2 separate regions of the Zea mays genome follow, and region 1 is linked to region 2. Evidence: chromatin contacts called from public Hi-C data. All regions are on one chromosome and are shown on one strand. The core of a region is the stretch at or near the end of the contact, and the rest is flanking DNA. Distances in the headings are between cores, read along the strand shown.

Evidence for each region. A called contact is a pair of places that touch in the nucleus more often than the background predicts.
Region 1: a contact with region 2 is called in a Hi-C map of ear, with 1.8 times the contacts expected there. The contact joins the promoter of LOC103630623 here to the enhancer-like site in region 2. A contact is called at or near these places in 4 of 25 Hi-C or Micro-C datasets (ear, leaf, leaf mesophyll and 1 more).

The regions. Positions count from the first base shown.
Region 1 is chr6:170,847,250-170,853,472 of Zm-B73-REFERENCE-NAM-5.0, reverse strand. It overlaps LOC103630623 (Acid phosphatase/vanadium-dependent haloperoxidase-related protein), which reads left to right and starts at 2,107. Exons shown (of 2, transcript XM_008651669.4): 1 at 2,107-2,910; 2 at 3,613-4,096. The coding sequence starts at 2,299. The coding sequence ends at 3,774. LOC100279827 reads right to left here and starts at 445. Exons shown (of 1, transcript NM_001152781.2): 1 at 1-445. The coding sequence starts at 296.
Region 2 is chr6:170,752,496-170,758,599 of Zm-B73-REFERENCE-NAM-5.0, reverse strand. No RefSeq gene overlaps it. Among protein-coding and RNA genes, the nearest start is that of LOC100283705, 16 kb to the right of the region's middle. Within about 2 kb of position 1,674, at least 5 of the 20 cell types and tissues checked have an H3K27ac peak or open chromatin away from gene starts, as enhancers often do. A contact at or near this core is called in ear, where this site is marked.

The DNA of each region.
Region 1 (6,223 bases), core at 858-3,357, 94 kb before region 2:
CAGTTGGAGTGGAGCGCGTGGCGGGTGAGGAGCGCCGCCTCGGGGAGGTCGGCCTGGGGCCCCGAGAGGAGCGCGAGGATCCGGTTGTGGAACGCGAGGCGTGACGGCGCCAGCGTGGGGAGCGGCTCCGCGAGGCGCACTGCCCGCGGGGAAGGCGCGGGGATCGGGGGCGTCGCGACGAACGTGTCCTTACGGCGCTCGCGGCGGGAAGCCGTGGCCGAGGCGGCGTCCGCGTGCGCGAGCGGGAAGAGCGCCGGCACGAGGCGGCGTGCCGAGACCGGCTTCGACAGCGACATCTTCCGCGGGTGCGCTTGGGCGACGGCCACCGGGCGGCGACGAGGGTTTGGGGTTTGGGGCGGGGATCGGCCTTCCGGGTTGGAGCATTGAGAACAGGAGATATGTTACTCTGTGTTTCGCCTTGGCTGAAGAAAAACGTACTCGCAAGTCGCAAGATTTATGATACAAACTGACATCATTTGCTTTACATTCCCTTTTTGTGTGTCTGGAACTTCTTTTTTTCATTATGTCAAACTTTTGCTTGTAACTTAGAGCAACTCCAAAAGAATGTTAAAATTTTTACCCTAAAAACTGATTATTAAGAGTAGACTAAAGTTTTAAGAGTGAATCATGATGGGTACTCTAACAGTTACTCTAAATATGACATGTGGCGTAATCTGTACAGTTGTCGAGAGACTGTGGATAATCCGACACGTTGATGAATAGATTGGGGAGGGATGAGACACACCAAAATATGAGAGAGAATATGAGAGAGAGGAGGCTGTGGATGTGGGACACCAATTTTTTGAGGAAGAGTGAAGGAATTGTTGGAGTAAGAAAAACCACTATTCATTACTAATATTTGTTTTAGGGTTAGTTTACACGTTCTTTTGGAGTTGCTCTTAGAGGTGGATATTGACAGCTTAACGTGTATGGCCAATTGGCCATATCTCCTACATGTGACCAGTGTGTTTAAATAGTGGGATAAGAGATTTATCCCCGAGCTTCTTAAAAGTGTAAATATCAAGATATATCTAGATATATTGTGCCCGTTAGACCGAGCCCGAGCTCCCTCCATGCGGCTTCGGCTCCCTTCAGGCCACGCGTGGCTCCCTTCACGCGCCCGCTCGGCTTCCCGGTTTGGCTTCTTTCGTCCAGTAAAACATTAAGTTATTCTTGTTTTGAGGAAAATATTAAGTCATGTTCAAGGTAACATGAAGTCATTTTTTTAGCATTCTCCGTGCTTTCTCAGACATTTTTTTTACTTTTTCAGTAATTTCGGATTTTAGGAAACATTAAGTAATTTTTTGTTTTTCAGTTATTTTCATGTATTCTCAGGCATTCCTTATTTTTTTTGTTCATTCATGGTAGGCAATACTAAGTCATTTTAACGTTATGGCAACATTAAATCATTAAGTGTAAAGAAAACATTAAGACATTTTTTAGCGCGTTAAGGCATTCGAGTGCTCGTATGGGAGACGACTCGCTCGGTCGGTTGGGGGACGCGAGCGGGCGTGAGGGGCGGCTTGGTCGGGCACGTGGCGGGCGCGCGAGGGGGTGGTAATGGATCGCGATCCAAATGGCTCTTCACAATTTGGTAGGGCCTTAATTTATTTATAGTTCAAAAATGAATAGAAACAAAGTCCGATCCTAATCCGATTCGATCTTTAAGTTTTATAGTATAAAATTTGAGGCCCATTGTCAGCCCTACGCGAGGGCGACTCGGTCGGTTACGCGTGCGGGGCGCTGTGTCGGTTCCAGGTGATAGACCCCTGATCTATCACCCTAGGTGATATATATCTAAGCTTGTAATTATATTTATCTAATATTACAAATATTTTTTTAGAAATGTAAATATTTACATTTTGATATAATTTGATAGCTATTCTGAACTTGTATTTTTTTATGGACGGAGAAAGTATAGGCTAGCCGTTTCTCCTGCCATGTTTATAGACAAAATGAAATCAAAACCGAGCACTCCTATACGCCAATTGCCAGGAAAACAAACATAAAATTATAGACAAATTGGTAAAATCCAAACTGAGAGTGCCAGCCACATAAATCAGCAGCAGCTTGCATTGGCTAGGACGGCGACTCCGACCACCCCCGAATCTTCTCCGCAATATGCTAGAAACCCCTCGCCCCGTTTCGTAGCTACCGAAAACACCCCTCGGTGACCAGCCCCTCCGCAGGAGGCACGCGTCGTGAATACGGCAAAAGCGCAGGGGTATTCCAGGACAAGAAGCCTAATCGCCACGGCCACACTACTCCACCTCCGCGCGGCGATGCGGAGCAGAAGCAATGGAGGTGCTCAGCTCCAGCCGCTTCGCTAGGGCACTCCTCCCGAACCTCCTCGACCCGGCCATCAGGCTCCTCAGCAAGCCCCCTTGCCGCCGCCGCCGTGCCGTTCAGACCCTAGCATCCAACGCCCACGCCCCCACCGCCGCGCCGTCGCCGTCGCCCTCACTTGCTCTGCTCCTCGCCACCGCGCTGCGGGGCGGCCGCACGGGAGGGGAGCTACCCGACCTCGCGACCGCGGCCACTGGCGGGGCCGGGATAGGAACGCTGCTGATGAGCACCACGGCGGCGGCGGTGACCAAGGCACGGGAGAGCCCGTACCTGCTGGCGCTGGCCGCCAACCCGACCTTCGTGTCGGGGCTGGTGGCGTGGGCGGTGGCGCAGGCCGCCAAGGCGCTGCTCACCTCCGTCGTCGAGCGGCGGTGGGACCTGCGGATGCTCTTCAGCTCCGGCGGGATGCCGTCCTCGCACACCGCGCTGTGCACCGCGCTCACCGCCTCCGTGGCGCTCTGCCATGGTGTCAGCGACGCGCTCTTCCCCGTTTGTCTCGGTTTCAGTCTTATAGTTATGTACGATGCCACGGGCGTCAGGCGCCACGCCGGAATGCAGGCCGAGGTGAACTCATGCTTCACTTGCATGCTTTCTTTTTTGTATCTTGCAATGTTTTGGTGGCATTCTGCAACTCGTTTGGGAAATCTTGCTTTCGTTGAGCTAGTTTTGCAGTCTGAGGGAGACCGTTTTGATGTCTGCAACGATGTTAGTCTCGTATTAATAAATCAGGACGTGATGTCTACGGTTGTTCAAGATGTAGATTTTTGTGTGATTGGTTGGGCATCGTAATCCTGAAACAAACGGTTAACCATATATCAAAGGCGCACAGCTCATATGTTAAACCATCGCCAGTTGGCAGTTTGCCTGGTGCATCACCTTGCAATAGCACAAGGCATTCTGTTCTCAGTGATGTTTGCTGAGACTCATTTTGTCGGTGATATTGAATATCAGCATTTGTTGTGACGGTCACCAACATATCAACATTTGCTGTGTAGGTATTCAATAACAGTTATTGTATTTTTTGACAGCTGAACTATGTTTCAGCTATGTTTAGAGTAATCTTGAATATCTCTTGGGACATGCTCGAATCACATCAACCAAGCTCCAAGCACAACATGATATGTTATGATGTGGTGCTTTTCCTGGATGGTACCCACTGTGTACTTTGAAGGAAGTTTTGGTCCTCTAATTACATCCTCGAACTAGATGTGTGCCTGTTGTATGTACCTTCTGTCATTTACTAATATTTGCAATACGATCACACAGGTACTCAATAAGATCGTTGAGGACCTGTTTGAAGGCCATCCGATTAGCGAAAGAAAACTTAAGGAGTTGTTAGGACATACTCCGTCACAGGTCTTTGCCGGAGCGATTTTAGGCATCCTGGTGGCATGGTATTGCTGCCAAGGCTGTATTGTTCCCATGTGACGTTGTTATAGTATGAATGATCCAGAAATGGAACTGTTCCATCGCGTGGATTTTGCTGCATGTAGTGTGACTAGTGTTCTGGAAAGTATTTGGTCTTGACTAGTTTGATCATTGGTAAGATGGCAACTATTGCCCCTTCTTGTCTGGGATTTTTCCTGTATATATGTAACCTGATAGTATGAAACAATCAAGATATCCATCCTTTAAACTTTAAAGTCTCAATGCCAAGTTGAGACTCAATTTATTCGTGATTCAATTGTCTCTGTCTAAGTGTGTATCCTATTATGATACATTGGGCTGTATGATATGAGCTATTCTGTTACCATTTGTGTTTGTGTACCTGAAGATACACATTTGTACATCAGGAAGCTGTAATCTTGGTGCTATGTTGCTTTACCGTGTAAAGTGGACTCTACTTTCTATTACAACCGATGGAACTTGTCTGCCTTGACAGCAACTGGTGTCACGCGTATGCCGTGTGCGGAGGCATACTGAGTACTGACTGAGAGCCGTGCATCGGCTTACTACACTTCTTGTTCCACGTGTGGCTGTTGAGTTTATGATCCAAATTCTAAAGAAGATGGTCAAGTTAGCGATTGTAATATACAGAAGATCGTCACCTCATTGTAAATCTTATGCGATATATAACCACCCGAAAAAAATGATATCGTTGCTGGCCGGTACTTATGGTTTTTTCTCCTTCGTTTTGGAGAGATTTTTCACGTTAAATCTATGCCTTCTCTGTGTTTAATCTTTTTGTGTGTTTAATCTTTTTGTGCCGTTGATTCGTAACAGTGGCTTCAGCCTATCCTGCTCGGGTGGACTAGATGTAGTAGTTTGGAGCATGCATGGTTACCAACCAGTGTTTGCCAAAGCCAAATTTCGGCTTATCCTAAAAAAATGGCTACAGTTTGGACTAGAACTAATAAAGTTTAGCTTAGCTGGCCAACAAAATTTTAGCAGGCGTCAACTACAGTAAACAGCTGCACTATTGGCCTGTTTCGATGAAAGCCTGGAGTACTTGTCTGGTGTTGTCTGAATGTTGCTGGCTTAAAGTTGCCTAGAAATTCGGTGGAATCATTGTCAGAAAATGATTCGTTTGGTGGGAAGTCTGTGCCTGAAAGGACTAATAAAAGATACAATACCATATTTAAAACACAAACAATCACTGCTATAATGCATAAACAATATAAATAGATAAAATCATCCGTATATTTTCTCATTTAATAACGTATTTGAAATTACAACCCTGTGGCCACCGAGACGTTCCTAACATTAGGACGCTTTCAGACTTATTTCTCTCGTTCGTTGAATCCCACGCAGCCTGCTAAATCTCTTAAGTCTCGAGACTTAGAGAATGTTTGTTTAGAATTATAATATATCTAGATTATATTCTCTCTGTCCCACAAAGGATACTGTTTGACTTTTTTGTTTGAAGTTTTACCAGCTCGTATTATTAAAAAAATTCATATTTATTATTTATTTTCATTCTGATTTAGTTTATTATATGATTTATTTTAACTATGAACTGAATTTTTCTATGTTTTCACAAATATTTCAAATAAGACGAGTCGGTCAAACTTATTGTCAAAAAAGGCAAATACCATTCTTTGTGGGCCTGAGAGAGTGTATTAGTTCAAAATTTGTTGGATTATTATATCTCTACTACTTATTAAGTAAGCAATAGTAGTCTGCCGTTCTGTCTCTGACGCGTTCTGCCAACGGCTGTTCTGCCTCCGTTAGTCCCGCACAACAAAATAAACAGTTCATACACAGGTTCATAAGCCACGTTCCATCTCTCTCAGTGAGCAACATATGATACACAACTACACTTATAAACCATGTTCCGTCACTCTCAATAGCCGGTGTGGCACTAATGAAACAAATGTCATACCAGTGCGCCTATGCTAGGGGTTCGTGCGGCCCAGCGTGTGGACCAAAGGCCCATCGTTGGCCCAGCGGCGCACCTCACTGTTGTACATCGCCCATCTCCACGAAATGGCTGGGAGATCCGCACCCACCTTGCCTCCGCTCAACAACCGCACACCCACTTCGCATCCCAATCCACTAGCTCCGGCCTCGCCCCCTCACCCGCGTGTTCCCCTCCCCCGCCTCGTTCACCCCTACCGCACCATCAACGTGCCTCCCCGCCGTCCTTGTCCTCCCCATGCCCGCCACTCCCACCCGAGATGGTTAGCGCCCCTCCTCCTTCCGGTCCCTTCCCTACCTCCGCTCTCAATGTGGCCGGCCAGCCATGGAGTAAGGCTAGGGGATTCGCCGGATTCACCAAGCGGGCTCTGGTGGCGGCCGGCGCCGCCGTCGTGTCCTCCATTCCCGTCAACCCCCTCGACGTCACCAAGGTACGTCGGTGACCCTATCGTTGCCTCTTTCGCTTCCTCGCAACTGCCGCCCTCAACCATCGAGGCTCGCCCACAACGGCCGCCACTGC
Region 2 (6,104 bases), core at 425-2,924:
TAAAACCCTAGCACAGCAATGGGGCCACCAGTGGCGCGTCAGTCTCTGCTCAGGGGCGGATCTATGACCGGGGCTGCCTGGGCTGCAGCCCCGGTCGCAGCCTAGTAAATGCAGCGACAGCGAATAGATCCAGCCCAACACGTAGTCTGTATCCAGCCGCCGCTCGCCCACCACGTAGTCTTCTCCTCCATCCAGGCTCCACCGCTCCAGCCGTCAGCCGCCGAGCGCCCGAGCCACGTGCCCACCGCCCGTGTGACCCGTGACCGGCTGACCGACCATAGTCCGTAGACCGCGTCCTGCGTCCACGCAAGTGCGCGCCGCTGTGGCGCTGTCCGCCTGTCCCATGTCCCACTGTCCGCCCCTGACAGACGCGACCAGCCGACCACGTCGCTATGGCGAACTGGTGCTGTTCAAGTGTCCAGCCACCGCCCGCCGCTCGCCCAGTGTTGTGGACTTGTTCTCAAATGCTATGAAGTAAGAACAAGACAACATAGTAAACGTTATACGTTAAAGCCCTTCGTCCTTCGAAGCATTATTTCCCTTAGGATATAATGATTTTTGGATGAAGGTAACGAAGGACTTACCTTTGTTAACATAAAATATGAGGGTGAAGAAAGAATCATATAGACCATAAAAAATAATATAAATAATCATATATTATCACTGTCTCACTCTTATTTCATTACTATGGAAAAATAGAAGCAATATTAGATTACAAGTATACCTTCGACTTGAAGGAATGTGAAAGTACCAGCGTGACGCAAGGATAAACGACAGGTCAACGTGAACAGTAAGGAGTTACTGTTCACCTATTTATAGGCACGAGACGCAGCCCATGTTAAATTACACTCATGCCCTCTACATTTGCTAACAACTCTGTAGCAGTCCCTCGAGGTTTGAATAGCCTTTTCATCTTTAAGTCGGTTTCCTTTTTCTGTTATCATGCCGAAGCTCTCCTGCACACATCTTCGGTTTTGTGCTATCCTTCGTACTCCTCATGCTTCTCCACGCTGTGGCTTCAACTAAAGTCCGAAGATACCTGTTCATGTACTGTACTTCCAGAAACATTGTTAAATCATGTTTTTGAGGACCTTTGGAAGCCGAAGGCCCCCAACAGTAGCCCCTCGCAATATTAATTTGTTAGAATGATAAATTTAGATTGCGACAAGGACGAAGGCCCTGAGCCGAAGGTCCAAAAAAACATCTTCCCTTTGCTAGAATAGCAACAGCCACTGACAAGCGGGCCCTCCAGCGTAGGACTGGGCATAAAACCCGATACCCAAATCCCGAACCCGAAAAACCCGAACCCGATAAGCCCGAAACCTAAAAGCCCGAAATCTAATTTGGGTAGAACCTCCCGGTACCCGAAATTTTATAGCAAATTTCGGTTTCAGTTATCCGGTACCCGAATAATAAATGGGTACCCGAATACAAGAAAAACACTCAAGTCGTCAAGCAGCCAAGGCCCAATCGGCAACCAGCCAACCACGCAAGGCCCATGTGGACATGCAGTGCAGCTAACAAGCAAGTAGGCAACGGCCAACATTATACAGCCCAAGGCGGCATGCGGCAAAGCTCCAGGCGAGTAGCCGACCAACCGTCCTGCCCGTCCAGGTCGAGCAGTCCAGGATTTCCTAACCCTAGCTAGCAGCAGCTGCCGCCGTCGAGCACCAGTCCACGGTCTGCCATGGCGTCGTCCTGACACTGCCGCTGTCGAGCAGCTACCACAGGTGAGCTGTCCTGATGCAAGGAATAGTAGCATGCCTCTATTTAATCGGGTAACTGTAAATTACCCGAACCCGAACCCGATTTTTTGGTACCTGAATTTTCGGGTACCCGAAAAAATCGGGTCGAGTTCGGGTTCGACTGTTGAATACCCGAATTATTTAAAACCCGAACAACTCGACCCGAAATTTCGGGTATACCCGAATGCCCAGTCCTACTCCAGCGGGTAACGCACCAGGTGTATAAATAAGAGCGTACCACGAGCTCATTTGGCACGCTCTCTTGCCATCTGCTCTTACTTACTCAATTCTTAGCTCTTGCTCATCAACACTTGCATAGATTTTTTAAAATTTTTAAGCTTCGACTTTGAGAGCACTTTTCTCAACACTTTCGAAGATGTCTGAGGACAAGAAAGCTATCGCTGAACCGAAGCTGAGCCTTTCTGAGGAGATGAACCTTGGTTTTATTGAATCGATAGCAAGGACAAATGCAGAGAAGATTGCTAGGGAAACTTTGGAAGGTTTGTCTGAAGACAGTAGTGATAGTGACAGCTATGATGTGGAGAGCGGCGGGGAAGACTCTGAAGATCGACCCTGGCGACCGAGCCATGCAGTTTTTGGAAAATCAACTATTAAACAAAGCCATCTTGACAACATGAGGGGGAAATACTTTCGGGATATGTCTGTTGTGAGAACTGACGATGGAGAAAAAACTTGTCCTACTCCAGAGGAGAATGAAGTCGTGATCTTCTGAAGCTTTTTGAAGGCTGGGCTTCGGATTCCTCTAAGCAGCTTCGTAGTTGAGGTTTTGAAGATATTTCAGATTTACCTTCACCAGATTACCCCCGAAGCTATTATAAGAATGGGAATCTTCGTGTGGGCTTTAAGGAGTCAAGGCTTGGAACCAAATGCAAAAAGTTTCTGCAGCATGCATGAATTGTTATATGAGACGAAGCCCTGGGGTAAAGAACAGTATTATAATAATTTCGGCTGCTATAGCTTCATTGCTCGTTCTGGTTCAAGCTCCCCAGTACCGACTTTTCGGAAGAGATGGCCCGGAGAGTGGACAAAAGAATGGTTTTATGTAAAGAATGATTTAAAGGCACGAGAAGACATTAAAGATATAGTCATGCGCCCTATCTAGCAACGCTTCGGGCTCCGGAAACCGAAGGTAGAAATTGACGAAGCGGGCGAAGAGTGCCGCAAGGCATTCGACTTAGTCTGCTCTTTCATTGGGACAAGGGACTTAGTTCAGGAGCACAAGGCCTACAGGATATGGCCGTTGTTAGCCGACTAGGAGGTGCCAAAAGAATTCATCAGCAATCGCCACGAAGGTGGTCTGGTTCGACTGAAATATACCTTCAGATTCAGAGACCAGTTTATCGAGCCAGACGACGACTGGCTGAAAAGCGTCGAAGCTACAAGCGATGATTTGCTTGGGTTGTACTCCAGAGCAGAAGATAACGCATTATCTGCGACCTTCGGGAACCGGAAAAAGAAGAGACTAAACAGAGTTTTCGATGCCATTGGGTTCATGTATCCCGACTACCGTTACCCGCCTCGGGGACAAAAAAGAAAAAATGGAGATTCCGGGAGAGATGATGCTTCAGCTGCTCCGAGCGATCCTGCGCCGAAGAGGAAAAGGGTGAAGGTCCTTACTCATCGACCACGTTATATTGAACCGGCCGTGGTGCCTGATTTTGGCGGTGAGACCTCTTCGGTGTCCGAAGGCAAAAAACCTGCGATTACGCAAAAAAGTGAACCGGCTATAGCGCCGAAGACATCATCAGCCAAATCAGATGAGCCGAAGGCTATTAACATTGAAGAGATGAAGGTTGGAAAAACGAGAATATTGGAAGCAATAAGTCCTTCTGCGGAGGTGGCAATGCCGAAGGCACAAAAGGATCTCTCGACAACCCCCAAGAGAAAGATAATGGTCAATGTATTAGATGTGCTAGAAACAATAAAAACTTCAAGCTCTACTCCGAAGAAAGCTGTCGAAGCTTCGGAAACACACATTGAGGCCGAAGCTTCCAAGGTCCAAGTCGATACCGAAGCTGGGCCTTTAGAGCCCACCAAGGAGAAATCCTTGGAAATCGGAGGCAAGATTGAGAAAGAAACTGCAGAAGCAACTCTAACTGAAAAAACTGCCATTCCTATTCCTGAAACATTATCTGAAGCTACTGATTATATTATACGACATGCTTCGAGAAAAAGATTATCTGAAAAAGAGAAGCGAGAGGCTCAATTTTATGCTCAAAGATTGAAATATCCAAAGGGGGCCCTGGTATTCAACGGCAGCGGGGAAGAAGACTTCTTGTATTGCCTCCCAGACAGTAAAGAGATTTCTGTCTGCCGAGAGATGAGCAAGAGCTTCGGTTTCCCTACACTAGAAGATGGGCTCTCAGTGTTATCAAAAGAAGAGTTGGCCGACAGCTTAGCATACAATAGCTTAAAAGTGAGAAAGTTAGATTTTTGTATTTAACGACGAAATCTTCCATTTACTTACACTTAATACCACATTTTTTGCAGGGCCTTATTCTTAGCAACGCCCTCAGGGCGCAAAAAAGTGTCGAAGATGAAGGATACACCATAGCCTTGAACAACCTTCATTCCGAAGTGATTGAACTAAGGAACGAAGGTTGTGAAAAAGACAAAATATTACACTCATTGTTGAACAAAATAAGGGAAGACGAAGCTGCTTCCAAAGCCCAAGTTGAAGCTCAAAAATGCGAAACCGAAGATCTTCGGAAACAGCTATTCGAAGCTAAAGAAAAATGCGGTGTTGCAGAGGCTGAACGAGATATTAGTATATATTGGAGGAACCATTTACAAAAAACAGTTGATGAACTTTGTGCATCCAAGGAGAGGTGCTATGAAAAATCTATAGAGTGTGTTAAGAAAATAAAAACTAGCTTCATCAATGTTGGCGCATTTTTTAACGAAGACAATTTCGTAAGGGGTGATCCTGAAGGACCAATTGATTGGATCAATAACGAAGCTGAAGCTTTTGAAGAAGTTTTAAGTGGTCGCGGAGATATCTGCGCTTTCTCGGGTGCCAGAGGGATCGCAACTATTTTAGAGAAATCAGGCTGCGACCATGTGAAAACTTTGGCTCAAGCCGAAGCCGCTTTATCTATTGAAGATACAAAAGATCCCTCGGCCGAAGCAAGCTTAATTGGCGGAAAATTCTTTACTGACATCTGGGAGAATGGCGACCGGGGGATGGCGCATGAAATGATAAAAAAGAGTGAAAAAGATTCCCATGATTCAAAAGAAGCGATGAAGGCAGCTGAGAAAGCAGCGGAACTTGAGAGGCGAATAGGTATTACTTAATAACTTTTTAAATCTTTACTAATTTTGTGACTTCGGACTTATTTACGTTTTATATCGCAGCTAAACTATCTCCTCCTTCAGAGGCCCTCGAGTTGACCGCCAACCCCGAAGCAGAAAAAGAAGATGAAGTTACTAAAGTGGCCGAAGCTATTCTAGACGAAGCTGTTAATCGACTGTTGAACGAAGCTGCAGAAGCAGTTTTAAAGGAAGAATAGCTTCTATTGTAAAAACATTTGTAATATAATATTTGCTGAACAAAGTGCGTAACATTTCTATAATTTTGAATGCAATATTTAAGCTGCTTGTAATTGTATTCTTTACGACGCATGAAACCTTACATACATACCGTTTTTGAGTCTTCGGCGAAAAAACACCTTCCCTTCTTTTCATGCGTGGTGAAGAACATCCATATTTCGTAAAAAACATCCGATCTTCGTAAAATCATCATGCTTCGTAAGCAATAGATCACCTTTTCATCTTAGAGTTTGACGAAGCTATACTTCCTCAATACTTATGTTGTGCCTTGGCACTAGTTTTTCAAATCATTCCCCGAAGATCAACATTGAATCCCCTTCTCGTGCCATTGATGCAAGATGATGTATGATGTTATGCTATGCAAAATGATGTAATGATGTTATGCTATGCAAGATGTTATTTGTGTCGAGAATATACACCCATTCTCTTCAATTTTGTCGTTTACTTTTCGGCCTCACGGCTTATTTTTTGGTGTATCAGCGCTGACTTTTCGCTGTAAGCCTCCCTTAGAAGCTTTGATAGTCGCCTAGAGGGGGGGTGAATAGGGCGAAACTGAAATTTTCAAATATAAACACAACTACAAGCCGGGGTTAGCGTTAGTAATAATAAATGAGTTCGCAAGAGATGGCGCAAAACAAATCACAAGCAAATAAGGAGAGTGACACGTGGATTTGTTTTACCGAGGTTCGGTTCTTGCAAACCTACTCCCCGTTGAGGAGGCCACAAAGGCCGGGTCTCTTTCAACCCTTCCCTCTCTCAAACGGTCCCTCGGACCGAGTGAGCTTTCCT